2 separate regions of the Sus scrofa genome follow, and region 1 is linked to region 2. A link is a contact called in public Hi-C data. All regions are on one chromosome and are shown on one strand. Each heading gives the region's core, a stretch centred on a gene start, on an enhancer-like site or on the middle of the called end of the contact. The rest is flanking DNA. Distances are from core to core; before and after follow the strand shown. Region 1 holds the start of SNAP23 (synaptosome associated protein 23). Region 2 holds the start of ADAL (adenosine deaminase-like protein).

Region 1 (5,875 bases), core at 1,645-4,144, 760 kb after region 2:
CATATGCCAAGAGTGCAGCACGAAAAGGCAAAAAAAATTTAGGAGCAATTCAATCTAAATTGCAATAAAACCAAAACGTAATTGAACTTTTTTTTTTTTTTGCCATTTCTTGGGCCGTTCCCATGGCTCATGGAGGTTCCCAGGCTAGGGGTTGAATTGGAGCCACAGCAACGTGGGATCCGAGCCACATTTACAACCTACGCCACAGCTCACAGCAACACTGGATCCTTAACCCACTGCGCAAGGCCAGGATTCAATCCCACAACTCCATGGTCCTAGTTGGATTCTTTAACCACTGAGCCACGACAGGAACTCCAATTGAACTTTAAATGACTGCAAATGGAATCCCATTTCTAATGCTCAATATTACCAAAAGAACAGGAGATGCTGTTTCCTGGCTCCACAATCCACTTCCTCCAATTGTTAGAGGCACTGGATCCATCTGTTCCACACCCCTACTCACCAAGACAAAGAAAAGACCAGTCCTTGTCATCTACTTCCCCGTCAATCTACAGAACTGGAAACAAAACATGGTTCTGGAATGAAAAGTTCAGCACTCTTGGATGCAAGTAACATCATATATTATAAATGCTAACATATACATAATTAGAGTACAAATCCAGCTAAAAATCAGATTTCCAGAATGTTCAAGAAATAGATGAGATCCTGTTGTGGCACAGAAGAACTGAATCTGACTAGTATCCATGAGGATGTGGGTTTGATCCCTGGCTTCACTCAGTGGGTTAGGGATCTGGCGTTGCTATGAGCTGTGGTGTAGCTCACAGACATAGCTCGGATCTGGCGTTGCTGTGGCTGTGGCATAGGCCGGCAGCTGTGGCTCTGATTCCATTCTGACCCCTAGCCTGGGAATTCCTTATACTTTGAGTGGCCCTAAAAAGCAAAAAAAAAAAAAAAAAAAAAAAAAGGAGAAATAGCAACTACAGGAGGAAAACAAAACAAAGGCAGTTGATTTCACAAAAATGTCAAAGAGTGAACATCCTTTTTTTCCCTTTTGCTATTCTAATCTACTTTCATCTGGTTTGTTAGAATTATGTCACAACAATGAATGCCATCACAAGGCTCACAGAATTTTGGAATCTTCTGCCCTTAGAGTTTAGATAATCCAATCTTCATTTTATTTAAAAAAAAGAGGCAATTAGGCCCAAAGCACTATTTTCCAAAGCGCAAAGCAAGAAAAAGAAATTTTAGTTGTTATTTAAGCAATACGTACGTGCTTAGTAGTTAACATATTTATTACTTTGGAAATCTTTTATGATGGTGGTATGGTTCATACCAAGGGAAGTAACAACAGCTGTCCCATCAGCAACAGGGTCTGTTTTTAGGTTTGTTTGTTTGCTTTCTTTTTGGTTCAAGGGTGGGTTCTGAATGATAAAAAGATGTGACCTTCAGTTCAGTGAGCTTGTTACTAAAGCTAATTTAGAGTAAAAGAAACAAATACTAAGAAGCATTCAGAAATTCTGTTTATAGGAAAGAGTGTGTAATATTGTTAAAAACATAATGACACAATAAGCCATTCCTATTCTGGAACTAAGATAATAGCAATTCTCTAGGGCATATTTACATGTCACAAGCACCTAGAAAAAGATCCCTAGCAACACTGATATCTAAGTTGTGGGTTAAGTTACATGATCATTTAATTTACTTTCACATGGCCTGTCAAAGGAGCATGGTCATATAGGAAGAGGGTTTTCTCCTAATATTTGTTAATATTTATATGAAAGTGTTTTTTTCTCATTACCTCTTTCCAAAGGAATGAAAGGCAGGTGATTAGTGGATGCCTTAGGAATCAAATTTGCTGGTGGAAGAAATAATATTTTAAAATTTTACTATGAAATATTTTAAGTTTAAATGTCAAAGTATTCTTGCTAAAGATGTCTCATGAATTTCAAGCGTGGTATCTTTCAGGCTAACCAAGAAAGTGGAAGAACCATTTCCATCTGGCCAAACCTGCAGGATTTCACCAGAACATCTGCAAACCAGTTTTAAGGTCCCAGGGCAGATGGAATAATATCACTCTCAATTCTTGAAATACCTTCTACTAAGAAGCTACATTATTTTCAGGAAGCTAAGGCAACACTGTCATAAGCTGCCAGTATCCATAATCGCCTCCAGCCCTCCCCAAAGGAGAGGGCAAGTAGCAAAAGGCAAAATTTATATTCTCTTCTCATCTTCTTTTCCCAATTTTGACGACTTTCGTTGCCTCTGACCCCCATCTGCCTTGTCTAGCATTGTGGTGACTAATGATGAAAAAAAGTTCCAGGTGAAACAGCACTTTCCAGGACTTCCCCACCACCACCACCATTTACTCCGTGGAATTTTACTTTTAATAACTCTTTCCTTCGTTTGTCTTCAGTGAAGCCGCGAGCCAAGTACAGACTTTCCTAGAGAGCATGGACTCTCCAATGCCATGAATCTCAGAAACCTTTTTCATACAGGTAGTTGAAAATTAATCTGATCACTGTGGCCACCATAAAGTCTATTAATCCCGACAACTGCGAGGGTGAGAAGTCAGGGAGTGGGAGTTTACCTCTGCTAGGTTTCAAGGAAAGTCCGGAGAACCAACATCCCTCCACCCTTCCTCCTCTGACCCCTAGAGAGTCTCCAGGAGCCTCGCGTCTTCGAGCCCGGCCGGACCGGCTCAGTTCGGGCCAGAGCGCCCCCTCCTCCCCTCAAGCCCGACCCCACCAGTTTTTCAACTGTCACGATATACACTTTCTCCTTGGGATTATGAACCCAATCTTCACGGCAGCCAGCTCCCTCAATCCCACTCCTGGAGACTCACCAAGCAGTTCCGGCCACTCCTCTCCGGCCGCAGCAGATCGGACACCCGCAGGCCGGACTCTCCAACTGCTCTCTTCTTGCGCCTGCGCGCGCCGAACCTGCGCGCCTGCGCGCTCCTCCGGCGCGGCGGGCGCGGACACACCCCTGCAGCTGGAGCCAATCACCCTGGTGTGGGGGCGGGGGGGCGGTTTAAATCTCCCTGCCACGCAGGCGAAGAGTCTGGGGACTCACCGGTTAACCCGACAATTCGGGTCCCGCCCAAGATGGAAAGTGTTTATGCAATAAACATTTACCGAGGGCAAACCGTGTACCAGGCAATGTACGAGATGAATGTTGAGGAAGAGAAAACGAATAGAATGCCTCCCCGACCTTTGCCTAGACTGGGACATAGATATGTAAACAAATTGTAGTGGACAGAATATAGTGCTTGGAATATGAAAAATCCGAGGCGCCGTTGGGGCACAGTGAACAAAGCGCTTTATTCTTAGGGTATCTGGAAGAGTTCCCGGAGGAAGTGACTTTTGAATCGTGAAGGCTAAGTAGGAGTTCCCCCGGAAATTTGGAATGGAAGGAGATAGGAGTTTCCAGACTGTGAGAACAGAGTGTGCCAAGAACAACATAACACCTTCTGGAAATTCCTTGCAGTTCATCCTACTTGAGAGGCTTAAAGCGCGCCGCCTTCCGGTGAAGGGGAGAAAGGGTTTTTAAAAGTTGGCAATGATGTAGTTTCTGCTGTGACTCAGTGGGTTAAGGACTTAACAGTTGTCTCTGTGAGGATGCAGTTTCAATCTTTGGCCTGGCTCAGTGGGTTAAGGATCCTCCCATCTTGCTGCAGCTTCACAGATGCCCCAGGAATCTGGAGCTGCAGGCTGCAGCTTCAGCTCCTATTCAACCCCTGGCTTGGGAATTTTCATATGCCACAGATGCAGCTGTTAAAAAAAAAAGTTGGCAATGATACTACTACATGTGAAATAGATAACTAATAAGGACCTACTGTATAACACAGGGAATGATACCCAACATTTTGTAATATATATATCTGAATCACTGTGCTGTACTCATGAAACTAACATAACATTGTAAATCAATCATACTACAATTTTTTAAAAAAGTTAGATCTTAGAAGATCTTGCATTTTTTCACTTTACCATGATCACTGAGAATATCAAAAGATCTTAAGCAGGAGTTCCCAACGTGGCTCAGTGGTTAAAGAATCCGACTAGGAACCATGAGGTTGCAGGTTCGATCCCTGGCCTTCCTCAGTGGGTTAAGGATCTGGCATTGCAGTGAGCTATGGTGTAGGTTGCAGACGTGGCTCGGATCCCAAGTTGCTGTGGCTCTGGCGTAGGCCGGCGGCTATAGCTCCAATTGGACCCCTAGCCTGGGAACCTCCATATGCCAAAGGAGCAGCCCTAGAAAAGGCAAAAAGAGGGAAAAAAAAAAAAAGATTTTAAGCAGATCTGGAAATGCTTCCAGGCATCACTAAGAATAAAGCACAGTGCTGGAAATAAAAAACCTTTCACAGGAGTTTGTGTACTCCTAAAAGTTCAAGGAAGATGAAGCCTGGGAAATATCCTTCCAATTTAGTAACACAGAAGTCATTGGTGATCTTAGCGAAAACCATGTGATAGAATGATGAGGTTGAAAGATAGACTGCGGAGTTCCTGTTGTGGTGCAGTGGAAATGAATCAGACAAGTAACCGGGAGGTTATGGGTTCGATCCCTGGCCTTGCTCAGTGGGTTAAGGATCTGGCCATGAGCTGTGGTGTAGGTCGCAGACGTGGCTCGGATTCTGCATTGCTGTGGCTGTGGCGTAGGCCAGCAGCTGTAGCTCCCATCTGACCTCTATCCTGGAAACCTCCATATGCAATAGTTCAGAGAGAGGGGAGATGCAGAAATGGGGTCAAGTTGTAGAATGCCTTTGGAAAGTTTGGTCTTGAGGGGAGGAGCGAAAGAGGATGACAAGGAGTCAAAGTTTTTTGTTTCCGTTGTTTTGTTGTTGTTAGAATTGAGACACACAGAACCAACCAACTGCCTGATAGGGAAGACACAACTGAGAAAAAGTTTCAAAGAGAAGTGCTAGTCATTAGGTAAAGATCTTGGGTAGGTAAGAGTAGAAGCAATCCAAAGCACTGATGGGAGGAAAAAAGAGAATATCTCCTTACATTTTTTTTAGGTTTTTCTTTTTTCTTTTTTTGTCTTTTTGTCTTTCTGGGGCTGCACCCTTGGCACATGGAGGTTCCCAGGCTAGGGGTCCAATTGGAGCTGTAGCTGCTGGCCTACACCATAGCCACAGGAACACCACAGCCACAGCAGTGCCAGATCTGAGCCAAGTCTGCAACCCCACACCACAGCTCATGGCAATGCCGGATCCTTAACCCACTGAGCAAGCCCAGGGCTCAAACTCACAACCTCATGGTTCCTATTCGGATTCATTTCCACTGCGCCATGATGGAAACTCCTATTTTTTTTCTATTATATATATATTTTTTTGTGTGTGTGTGTGTGTGTGTTTTTTTGTCTTTTTGCTATTTCTTGGGCCTCTCCCGCGGCATATGGAGGTTCCCAGGCTAGGGGTCTAATCAGAGCTGTAGCCACCGGCCTACACCAAAGCCACAGCAACGCGGATCCGAGCCGCGTCCGCAACCTACACCACAGCTCACGGCAACGCCGGATCGTTAACCCACTGAGCAAGGGCAGGGACCGAACCCGCAACCTCATGGTTCCTAGTCGGATTCGTTAACCACTGCGCCGCCACGACGGGAACTCCTATTATATTTTTTTATTGTTCTATCAATTTCTGCTGTGCAGCAAAGTTACCCAGTCATACATACACACACACACCACACACCACACACACACACACACATATATACATTCTTTTTCTCACATTATCCTCCATCATCTTCCATCACAAGTGACTAGATGTAGTTCCCTGTGCTACACTGAAGCATCTCCTTGCTTATCTACTCCAAATGCAATAGTTTGCATCTACTAACCCCAGACTCCCAAGTACATCCCACTCCCCCCCTCCTCCTCAGCAGTGTCTTTTTTTTTTTTTTTTTTTTTTTGC
Region 2 (6,009 bases), core at 1,825-4,324:
CTAAAACAGACATGAAAGGAAACACAGAAAACTTACCACTAGAAAGTGGGTTGGAAGTGGCAAAGGTCAGGGGACAGAATTTTATTTTTATTTACCTTATATAGTTTTGCATAATTTGAAGGTTTTACAACTGATTACTTTTTGAAATAATTTAAAATTTTTAATTACTAATAAATTTAAATTCACTTATTAATAATTTAATAAATTAATTAAAACAATTAAAGATTTGTTGATAAGATAAATAACTTTTTAGTAAACCTTGTAAAATAGTTTTATTATTATGAGTTATGAGAGGGAAGAACTTTTATGTTTAGACAACAGAATGACAGCCTTAAAAAGTATTTAGGACATTTTACATAGCAGGCTAGTAACATATCTGACAGGTGGCTAACTTTTCATATACATTTTCAATCCTACTCTAGAATCCTAACCTTATTTTGTGGAACATTTCAAACCACCCTCGGACTGACCTTTAACTGGTTATGAGTAAATTTACTGACCCACCGGCTACAACGTTAACCTATGGAAATTTGAAAGCCATCAAAACCAGCACAATTTTTATACATTTAAAGAAGTCATTGTTTAACTGATCATTGCCTAAGGTACTGCTATTAATTCCATGGCCTGCCAAATTCAGTCTCCCTGGGCCGGGTTTTGGCAAGGGCCAGAAACAGCTGGAGTGGGAGTGAGGCACTGAATGGCACCACACTGAAATAAGATTTTCCTACATTTGTACTAATATTTCATCAAGTTAGAGCAGGGCCAGAACTAGGTCTCCTGTTCTCCTAGAGAATTTTTTTCCTTCCACCCCCAGCCCACAAGGGGAACTCAGAATAATAAAAACACTTGTTACTATTAGGCACTTAGTACGAGGCAGCCTTTCTCTGCTAAATGTCTTTGATGGTAATTTTACTTAATTCTCATAACAACCAATGAGGTATTACTACCCCACTTTATACAAGAAAAAACAGACTTTTTTAAATAAGCAGAAAATAATAAGGTATTCAAGTCACAAATTTTGCCCCACTTCTTTTTTTTTTTTTTTTTTTTTTTTGTCTTTTTGCTATTTCTTGGGCTGCTCCTGCGGCATATGGAGGTTCCCAGGCTAGGGGTCGAATCGGAGCTGTAGCCACCAGCCTACGCCAGAGCCACAGCAACACGGGATCCTAGCCGAGTCTGCAACCTACACCACAGCTCACAGCAACGCCGGATCGTTAACCCACTGAGCAAGGGCAGGGACCGAACCCGCAACTTCATGGTTCCTAGTCGGATTCGTTAACCACTGCGCCACGACGGGAACTCCCCACTTCTCTTTCTTCTTGAATCATTTTTCTTAGATCTGCTCTTAGATCTCCAAAAAAGCAGCATTTCTAACAATCATGTACATTTTACTACTTGTCATTTAAAATTCATTTCTACAGCACTATGTATATTTTTGTCAAGTTCTACAACTCTTTTTTCCCCCCTGTGACCTTCAATCAACACTGAGACACCCCACAAAGCAGCACAATCTCATTTTAGAGATGAATATCTGAAAACCCAGCAAGGCTCAGGGGAATCCTTCTCCCACTCCCTTCAGAGGTAATTCCAAACTCCTCAAGTGTTCTAGGAGACCCAGCCACCAGCTTTACAGAGAGAACAGAAGCCATCAGGCATGAACTCTCTCTGTTTCTCTCTGCCCTCCCTCACACTTAAACTTATCTTTATCTATACCCCTTCTTCCCTCATAAATCAGAGAAAGAAGATTTATTCTCCAGTCTCCAAGACTAATTTGTGCCCAGGACCCCATTACTTCCTATCTATTCCAGTTGTTCCTCCACTAGTTAATCTTCACTTTTCTGTTCCTCAATCTTTCTTTCCAACTGGCTAATTTCCCTCAGAGGACCACCATGCAAGCATAGTACCTGTTTCCACCTTAACATAAAAAAATTAAAACAAACTTTCTTTTATCCCACATTCCTTTCATTACTGCCCTCTTCCCTTCCAAACTAACTCCTTGAGCTGCCTCCATTTCCTTCTCCCATTCAGTGAATTATGCCCTTATTGCTCCACAGAAATTGCTCTCCTTAAAGTCATTACAAGCTCTTAAAACACCAAATCTAAATGACACAGTTCCAATATCCAAATCCAAATTATGTGGACTCCAAAACGCATGTCCTTCACCACTGTGCTACACTGCTTCAAGGTAACCATACTACAGTCATCTTAATTTCCTTCTCCATCTCAGCCCCTACAGTCAGTCACCAAATCCCAATTAATAAGTTACAAATGCCCTAAGTATCTTTGCAAGCGATTTCCTACTGGTGATGACTCCCAAACACCCAAATTAGAAACCTGATGATTATTTTAAACCACCAAGACTCAGACCATATCAAAAGGGAATAATCACCTCTCTTCCATGACTCTCTCTCCTGGAGACATATTCAACACTGTCCCAGAAGATAGAACTTTGAATGTGCAAGGGAATGTCATTTTACAGCTCAGAAACAGAGGCTGAGTGGTTCCCTTAGTGTCAGCTTAGCACAGAGCCAGGAATACAAGGGAATCAATAGAACACATCTGTGGGGAAACACTTATTGGGTGAATCACCTCTGTAAAGGTTTCCTCATTTTGCACCTGGCCTCAATGACTTGTTTTCAGATTTAAATGAGATCTCTTACTAAGTACTCATAGTTAATATCTGATGAAAGACCCCTATTCCTCGCCCACCGCAGTCAGTGATTCTAGCTCTGCTTCACTTCTACCAGTCACTCCACGCAGACCCTGTCTGTCGGTCCCCAGAGACTCACCTCTTAAAGATTTTCCTCAACAGCTGAGAACTCTATTAGAACTTAGGTAAATTTTTCACTTCAGACAGGAAAGCTTGTAGAAAAGCGACACCCCACGCTTCCCAGAAACAGTCCACGTGTCCATAATAAGCTGCATCTGGCAGTCTTCCCTCGAAGATTCAGTCCGGGATAATCAAAGGAATGTCAATCACAGCGGACTGTCACCACAAACTGCACCCTCCTCAGTCCTGATCGGGGAGCTGCACCCTTCCCGGAAGTGACGCACACGTGTCCAAGGAAGAGGAGGCACAGACGGAGGGTGATTTTTCCGTACAGAAGTCCGCGAGGTAGGTAGTATAGAACGAAAGGACAGCTCACCACCGTGACGGACCGCCGCTCCTGACTCTCCAGGCCATGGGCCCGCGGAGCCGCGAGCGTCGCGCGGGAGCAGTGCAGAGTACCAATGACAGCAGCGCCCTCAGCAAGAGCTCCCTGGCCGCGCGCGGGTACGTGCACGACACCTTTGCCGCCTTGCTAGTTCCGGCGTCCGTGCGCCGCGCGCCGCTGATCCACCGCGGCTACTACGTCCGCGCACGCGCCATGCGGCACTGCGTATGCGCATTCCTGGAGGGGACGCGCGCGGCTCTCGGCGCGCCCCACATCCAGATCCTGTCTCTGGGCGCCGGCTCGGACTCGCTGTATTTTCGCCTTAAAGCTGCGGGCCGCCTCCCCGGGGCTGCAGTCTGGGAGGTGGATTTTCCGGACGTGGCGCGGCGCAAAGCGGACAGGATTCGAGATACGCCGGAACTGTGCGCGTTAACCGGGCCTTTCCGGCGCGGGGACGCCGGGTCAACGCTATGCTTCGAGAGCTCGGACTACCGCATCCTGGGGCTGGACCTGCGGCAGGTGCAGCGGTTGGACCAGGCACTGGCCGCCGCGGGCCTAGACGCGGCCGCACCGACTCTGCTCCTGGCTGAGGCCGTGCTGACCTACCTCGAGCCGAATAATGCCGCGGCCCTCATCGCCTGGGCCGCCCAGTGTTTTTCTGATGCGCTTTTTGTCGTTTACGAGCAGATGAGGCCGCATGACGCCTTCGGCCAGTTCATGCAGCAACATTTTCGGCAGCTGAATTCACCCCTGCATGGCCTGGACCGCTTTCCTGACGCGGAGGCCCAGCAGCAGCGCTTTCTCCAGGCCGGCTGGACTGCCTGCCGTGCCTTGGACATGAATGAGTTTTATCGCCATTTTCTCCCCGCAGAAGAACGCCGGCGCGTAGAAAATCTTGAACCTTTTGACGAGTTTGAGGAGTGGCATCTGAAGTGCTCCCACTATTTCATTCTGGCCGCTTCTCGGGGAGACATTGTCTCCCAAACTGTAGTGTTCCCAGCATCAGAGACGTTTCCTCGGATAGATCCTGCCTCCCCTTCCGGAGTCATCCCTGCTCGTGTAGTCACTAGTGATAGCCAGGGTCCAGACCTTAAGAGATATGGCCATGCCTCTGTCCTTTTGAGCCCAGACGTTATTCTTAGTGCAGGAGGGTTTGGAGAAGAGGAGGGGCGGCACTGCCGAGTGAGCAAGTTTCACTTGCTCTCAAGATACTGTGACTTTGAATGGAAAGGCAATCAAGTATGTAGTTGGGGAACTGGAGCTCAGTGGGATAGACGCCTTTATCACACCATGACAAGACTTTCAGATACTCAGGTTCTGGTTCTGGGAGGGAGATTGTCCCCTGTAACTCCCGCCTTGGGGATTCTCCAGCTACATTTTGGGAAACATGTGGGTGGTAAAACTGAGGGCCTAAATATCACAGTCACAAAGGTGGGCCCAGAAGATTCCACAGTGTCATGCTGGCGCCATTCAACAACAGAAGTGTCCTATAAGAATCAGAAATATTTGTTTGTGTTTGGGGGCCGTGGTGTGGCAGACCCTGTACTAAGTGACTGGCATTTCCTACATGTGGGGACAATGGCTTGGGTCAGGATCCCAGTGGAGGGAGAAGCCCCTGAAGGTCGGCATTCCCACAGTGCCTGCAGCTGGCAAGGGGGAGCTCTCATTGCTGGAGGTCTGGGTGCTTCTGAGGAACCGCTGAGCTCTATACTTTTTCTGAAACCAATCTCTTCTGGATTCCTCTGGGAACCAATAGCCATTCAGCCTCCTGTTACCCCAAGGTACTCCCACACAGCTCATGTGGTAAATGGAAAGCTTCTGTTGGTTGGAGGGGTCTGGATTCATTCCTCCTCAGTTCCTGGAGTGACTGTTATTGATTTGTCTACCGGATTGAGCTCTGAGTATCAGATTGACACAATAGATGTGCCATGGCCATTAATGTTACACAACCATACCAGCATCCTCCTTCCTGAAGAACAACAGCTCCTGATCATTGGAGGTGGTGGAAACTGCTTTTCCTTTGGCACCTACTTCAACCCCCATGCAGTGACATTAGACCTTTCTTCCTTAAGTGCTAGACAATGAAGACTGGACTTTTGATATATTCAGGACCCACCAAAGTAGATAATAAAGGTTTCCAAAGCAAAATTTGACTCTGGGTATAGATATGACCACTTCCTTTTTTTTTTTTTTTTGGTCTATTTGTTTTCTTGTTAGCACTGTTATCCAGTGCAGAAAGTGAAAAAGGTTGTTAAAACACATATCAACATTCAAAGAGATGGTACAGAAAACATAAGTAGACCTATCTGAAGAGAGTAGTTTTTTTTTAATTAATTTTTTTCCACTGTACAGCATGGGGACCAAGTTACACATACATGTATACATAATTTTTCCTCCCATTGTTGTGTAGTGATGTGAGTATCTAGACATAGTCCTCGATGCTACACAGCAGGATCTCATTGTAAATCCATTCCAAGAGCAATAGTTTGCATCTGTTAACCCCAGGCTCCCGATCCCTCCCACTCCCTGCCTCTCCTCCCCCCGTCCCACCCCGGGCAGCCACAAGTCTATTCTCCAAGTCTATGATTTTCTTTTCTGCGGAAAGGTTCATTTGTGCTGTATATTAGATTCCAGTTATAAGTGATATCTTATGGTATTTGTCTTTCTCTTTCTTACTTACTTCACTCAGTATGAGAGTCTTTAGATCCATCCATGCTTGCTGCAAATGGCATTATGTCATTTTTTTAATGGCTGAGTAGTATTCCACTGTGTATATATCTTCCTAATCCAGTCATCTGTTGATGGACATTTGTGTTGTTTCCATGTCTTGCCTATTGTGAATAGTGCTGCAATG

What was found. Hi-C and Micro-C count contacts between places; a contact is called where the count stands out from the background.
Region 1: a Hi-C map of liver shows a contact between it and region 2, with 5 times the contacts expected there. The contact joins the promoter of SNAP23 here to the promoter of ADAL in region 2. A contact is called at or near these places in 1 of 5 promoter capture datasets (liver) and 1 of 47 Hi-C or Micro-C datasets (liver).

What each region holds. Positions count from the first base shown.
Region 1 is chr1:128,886,061-128,891,935 of Sscrofa11.1, forward strand. It overlaps SNAP23 (synaptosome associated protein 23), which reads right to left and starts at 2,895. Exons shown (of 8, transcript NM_001244719.1): 1 at 2,804-2,895.
Region 2 is chr1:128,122,617-128,128,625 of Sscrofa11.1, forward strand. It overlaps ADAL (adenosine deaminase-like protein), which reads right to left and starts at 3,075. Exons shown (of 10, transcript XM_013993097.2): 1 at 2,790-3,075. LCMT2 (tRNA wybutosine-synthesizing protein 4) reads left to right here and starts at 3,058. Exons shown (of 1, transcript XM_003353380.4): 1 at 3,058-6,009. The coding sequence starts at 3,183. The coding sequence ends at 5,240.